Regions from separate parts of the Sus scrofa genome. Here region 1 is linked to region 2. The links are chromatin contacts, called in public HiChIP or PLAC-seq maps. All regions are on one chromosome and are shown on one strand. The core of a region is the stretch at or near the end of the contact, and the rest is flanking DNA. Distances in the headings are between cores, read along the strand shown.

Region 1 (2,700 bases), core at 162-2,661, 590 kb after region 2:
CTCCAAACCTTCTCCTCCACTTACTCCCTAAATCAGTGAATATTGCTCCTGCCACCGTGGCTGCCTAGGCAGAAACCCTGAAATCACTCCCTATGCTCTTACCAAGGTTTTGTTGAGTCTCCCTACTTGCTAATTATCTCTCAAAATGGTCTTTCTCCAACTCCAAGTCACCGCCCTAGGCCAAACACCACCACCTCTCCCAAGTTTCATTTGACCGTAATGGCTCTCTTCTGTGGTCATCCTAAAATGCAAATTTGAGCCTGTCTCTTCTCTTAAAACCCTTATCTAGCTCCCTGCTGCCTTTTTTTTTTTTTTTTTTTTTTTGTCTTTTTGCCATTTCTTGGGCCGCTCTCGCGGCATATGGAGGTTCCCAGGCTAGGGGTCGAATCGGAGCTGTAGCCACTGGCCTACGCCAGAGCCACAGCAACGCGGGATCCGAGCCGCGTCTGCGACCTACACCACAGCTCACCGCAACGCGGGATCTTTAACCCACTGAGCAAGGGCAGGGATCGAACCCTCAACCTCATGGTTCCTAGTCGGATTCGTTAACCACTGCGCCACCACGGGAACTCCCCTGCTGCCTTTTAAAAAGCACACGTTCCTTAACCTGGTTTCGAGATGCAAGATCCACTCTTGTCCGACTCCTTCAGCTACCCCCCGCCCAACACTTTCCTGGATTTTTCACCTTCCAGAACCAATGCTTCCTCTTCAGTGCCAGAAAATTTACACTAGCAATAAGGAGAATGGACTTATTAGTTTTGCTGTTCTTACTTTCTCCAACGCCTCCGTTTCCTCATGTGTAGAATAGGGATAATAACGTTACATCAAAGGTTGCTGTATTAACTTCCTTAATATATGCAAATCACTTATAAAAGTGCCCACCCTTACAAGAATAAAACCTACATAGATATTCACTCTCACTTTTACACAAGTGTTTAGTATCAAGTGATGCAACCACAGTCTTTGGGGGAGGAGGAGAAAGATATTAAACAACTGTATGCAAATATGATCAACAGAAAGTACAAGGTAAAGTGGAAAACAAGACCATAGAAGCCAGCGGTCCTTATTCAGACCCCTAGAAGTCTGAGAATCCATAGCAATGGGTGCCAAGCCAGGATGACCCTCCACACAGCAGGGGGCGCTGCAGCATCCCCCGGAAGGCTAGATAACAAGCGGTGGGAGGACGCGGCTACAAAGGTCACGTGCCCCCGCGTTTACCGCCCCGGCGTTCCCCCCACCTCTCTTCGCTCCACGTGACTGGCCTCCTCGGGGGTGATTGGTCTGCGCGAGGCACGCGGGCAGGGGCTGCCCGAGGCGGGGCGGGGCAGGGTGGGCGGAGGGGTGGGGTCGGGGGGCGGAGCTGGAGGGGGCTGGTTCGGCGAAGGGGCCGTTGGCTCCAGACAAATAAACATGGAGTCCATCTTCCACGAAAAAGTGAGTGTCCGCATTCGGTGGGGACCAGTCTGCTGCGCGGCGGCTGGCATGGGGCGCGGCATCGCTGCCTCCCGGGGAGCTGGTGGGGCCCGAGACGCCCCCAAGCCCATCTCGCCGGGCGGGAGGAGCTTCAGCGGCTGGGGAGCTTCAGCGATGCCCCCATGGCACCCTCCGCCCCTAAGGCCCGTGCGCGAGGAGCCCTGGGCGGGGAGGTCTGGGGATCCGGGAGGAAATCTGGGCAGGGCCGGCGGGGTGGGGGCGCCTCGGAGCACGAGAGAGGAGGTGGCTTCTGCGCTTCCCCTCCACTTTCCGTGGGATTCCTGCTCCGGTCCCTCTCCCCCACCAGCTTCTAGCTGGTCATCTCTCGGACACCTCCCTCCATCCTTTCCAACTCCACCCGACTCTCCCAGTCCTACCCCTTGGAAGAATGAACTTTTCCTTCTCTGGGTTCCTCAATTCTCTGTTGGACTCTCCCACACACTTAGATTCTTCTCCTGCACCGGGTCCTTGAGCCTCCCTGGAGCAGGGACCTTGTCTCGTTCCATGGAGGGCGTGACACTTAAGGACGTGAAGTAGGAAACCCTGGGCGCCCCTGAATGGGGAAGTCGTCACAAGAGTTTTTGTTACGAGATGTTTGGGTTTCTTTTCTTTTGGTAGTCGCATCTTTCTGGATCAGGAAGCCAGCTTTCTTATTAGATATCAAGGGTGAATAGGAATAATTTTGTTGTCCGCCTAGCCTGCTTTTGCTTTGATTCTTCCATGACCATGCACTTGAAGATAATGTGGCATGTGGAGAAACTCGTCTTTTCTCGCATACAATTATCAAACCACTTGGGTGTGAGTGACAGCTTCCTCAGGACAACTTTGGCTCATATCTTGTTTCATAATAGTTTCATGTTTGGAAAGGGTTGCTGATGTGACTTATTTAATCGGAGCAAAAGGATTTTGTTTTGTTAAATAATTGTAAATGATTATCCATTTGAAAATATATAATTATAATGTATACATGTAAGGATAACCTGACCCCCTTGCTGTACAGTGGGAAAATAAAAAAATTATATTAAAAAAAAAAAGAAAATACACACACATGGTACTCGTATAAAGCAATCAAAGACAAAAGAAGTGCATTATAAACCCAAACAAATTGTTATGGAGTGTTTTTCTTTAGAGAAAATATTTCAGTAAGTTTTGGCACTAGGATAGACCAGTTTTTATGTGCAGGCAAGGAAGGCCTCAGTGTTATGGTTATCACTAGGCTTTTGACTT
Region 2 (2,700 bases), core at 118-2,617:
CCCACTCTTTTTTTTCCTTTTTGTCTTTTCAGGGCTGCACCCTCTGGCATATGGAAGTGTCCAGGCTAGGGGTGGAATGGGAGCTGTAGTTGCCAAACTACACCACAGATACAGCAACGCCAGATCCCAGCCTGCGTCCTACACCACCTCTCTCAGCAATGCCGGATCCTTGACCCACTGAGCGAGGCCAGGGATTGAACCTGCATCCTCATGGATCCTTGTCAGATTCGCTTCCCCTGAGCCACGATGTAAACTCCAAGCTCACTTTTTAACTCCTTCCTCCCCTATCTAGCCTCCCAGTATCTGAATAACCTAAAGAAGAAACTCACCCTCTAAACCTGTTCCTTGTAAAACGGGACGATTATATGCCCGTGTATTATTTCAAGGAGTTTAGGTGAAAGCAAATGAAAATGTAAGTGATATGTTTGATATATAAAACTCCCTACGATTTATTATTCCCAAATAAACGTTGGTGGTAATTAGGGGACAAATTATCTCTCCTAAGAAAGCAATCAAAACATACTTATTAATTCCTTATATCTTGCCTCCCACTTTAAAAGTTTTAAAGGGCCTTAAAACAAAAGCCTGTGCCTTTAGATTACCCAAATAAACACGAAGATGGACCCTGGGCACTTGCCCCAGGGGACGAACAAACAACTCCAACCGACTTCAGAGGTACAGAGCCCTCAAGAAATTCCCCCCAGTAAACAGTCCAGGCCCAAGTGGAGAGAAGGTGAGTGTGGGTGGGATGGGGATGGGTCGGACGGCCGCGGTGACAGGGGCTGTTACGAAAGCCAAGTATAAACATAGAGGAAGGGAGACTGCGGTCCGCCGGCTGGTCCCTAGAAGTCCGCTGTCAGTGGATACAGACCCCTACTTCGCCCCCCACCCAACTCGCTGAGCCTCTGGAGGGGGAAGAGCGGCCAAACGAGGCTGGGGGTGGGGAAGGGAAGAAAAAGGGGGGCACAAAGCCACGCCGATGGGGGCCCAAGGGGGCTCTCTGGTCCCCTTCCCAGCCCCAGCGGGGCGGAGAGACCAGAGTCTCCGCTGAAATGACGCCGCCCCCGCCCCTAATGCCGTTCGCGCCCCCTGCGGAACTATCCGGCCTACTAGGATCTTGCCGCCGCCTCACCTGAGGACTCTGAAGCGGCTGCTGCGCGGCCTCCTTTCCCTCCCGGGCCGCCCCCTCAACAGCCGGCCGGGAGCGGGCCCAGGCTGAGCAAACCCAGTCCCGCACCAGCCGCGGCTCAGCTACTCTTCCGGGAGACGTGGAAGAGCAGCGAGGACCCCAAAACAGAGTGGCTTCCGAGCTGCCTGAGCGGCCGGGAACCTAGAGCAGCCAGCTGAAGGCAACTCAGGCGGCAGCACCGGCGGCTTCGGGGTCCTCGCGCCTGGCCACGCCCCTTTTCCTCCCGTGGCGAGAAACGGGGTGGGCAGGGCTTGTGTGCGTGTGACGTAGCTCGCCTCCCGGGCGACGGCCTGCACGCGGCCGACACAACATTGCAAGCCACGCCCTTCGGGGGGCGGGCCCCGGTGCGGCCCACGTGAGTGGCGGAGGCGGTGCCCCTCCTGGAAGGAATTTGAGACTTGAGACCCGCCCGTGCTTACCTCTAAGGCACTTAGCTTAGGCCCTTCTGGTTTTTCATATGACGATGTTGAGGCCCACGGCAGGAGGTGGGAATACAGAAAATAAGATCCTTGATTTTATGCATTTTGCTTTCTAGTCGCAGGGGTATAGTAAGTAAACCAGTGGATGAACAGGAGGATTGCAGGGCCACCAGAGCTGTAAAGACGAGATAATGGGGGGTGGGGGAAGTACTTTAAATGATATTATGGTCAGGGAAGTTCTCTTTGAGGAGGTGACATCTGAGTTGAGACCCAAAAGTGAAAAAGGCCAGTAAAGGGCTTTCCGTACAGCAGTCTTGTAGTTGTGTATATGCACACAGTTCACTGAATATTTGAAATGAGTCTGAAATCCACGTTCAGTAATTCAAAAAAGGAGTTCCCCTTGTGGCTCAAGGGAAAAGAATCTGATTAGTAACCATGAGGTCGGGGGTTGGATCCCTGACCTTGCTGGGTGAGTTAAGGATCCAGCATTGCCGTGAACTGTGGTGTAGGTCACTGATGATGCTCAGAGCCTGTGTTGCTGTGGCATAGGCCTGCAGGTGTAGCTCTGATTCAACCCCTAGCCTGGGAACCTACATATGCCTCAAGTACAGCCCTTGATAAAGCCAAAAAATTAAAAAAAAATAAAAAATTAAAAATAAAATAATGCAATGAATACTCAGCACCTACTTTGTGTGCAAGGTTGGACTAATTTGGCCTAAATAACAAGCCTACAACATAGTCCCAAGGACCTCAGAAGTTAGCTTATCTAAGATCACGTGCCCTAATAAGGAATCCACATTATTCCCTTAGGCACAGTGTTTTACTGTCTCCAAATTAAATATTGGGTGTGTTAACAGCTCCTTCTTTTCCACCTCTCAAGACAGGTTTAGCCCAGTCCAGTGAACAGAAAAACTCAGCAGCACTAGAAATAATAATGATGATAATAAGAGCCTCTAATTGTTCCTATGCCCTTATTGAGTGCTGTATATTGTGTTAAGTGTTAGACATGTTAGACATGTTTCACGTCTTACACTAGCCATAAGCAAGTACTGTTATTATCCTGTGGTAGGTGGCATTGTTGTTCCCCTCAGA

What was found. HiChIP or PLAC-seq counts read pairs in DNA pulled down with a chosen protein or histone mark.
Region 1: an H3K27ac HiChIP or PLAC-seq map of alveolar macrophages shows a contact between it and region 2. The contact joins the promoter of ATXN3 here to the promoter of GOLGA5 in region 2. A contact is called at or near these places in 1 of 47 Hi-C or Micro-C datasets (liver) and 1 of 2 datasets of contacts at active chromatin or transcription factors (alveolar macrophages).

The regions. Positions count from the first base shown.
Region 1 is chr7:113,644,483-113,647,182 of Sscrofa11.1, reverse strand. ATXN3 (ataxin 3) reads left to right here and starts at 1,411. Exons shown (of 11, transcript NM_001123081.1): 1 at 1,411-1,434. The coding sequence starts at 1,411.
Region 2 is chr7:114,235,726-114,238,425 of Sscrofa11.1, reverse strand. It overlaps GOLGA5 (golgin subfamily A member 5), which reads right to left and starts at 1,367. Exons shown (of 13, transcript XM_013989218.2): 1 at 1,133-1,367.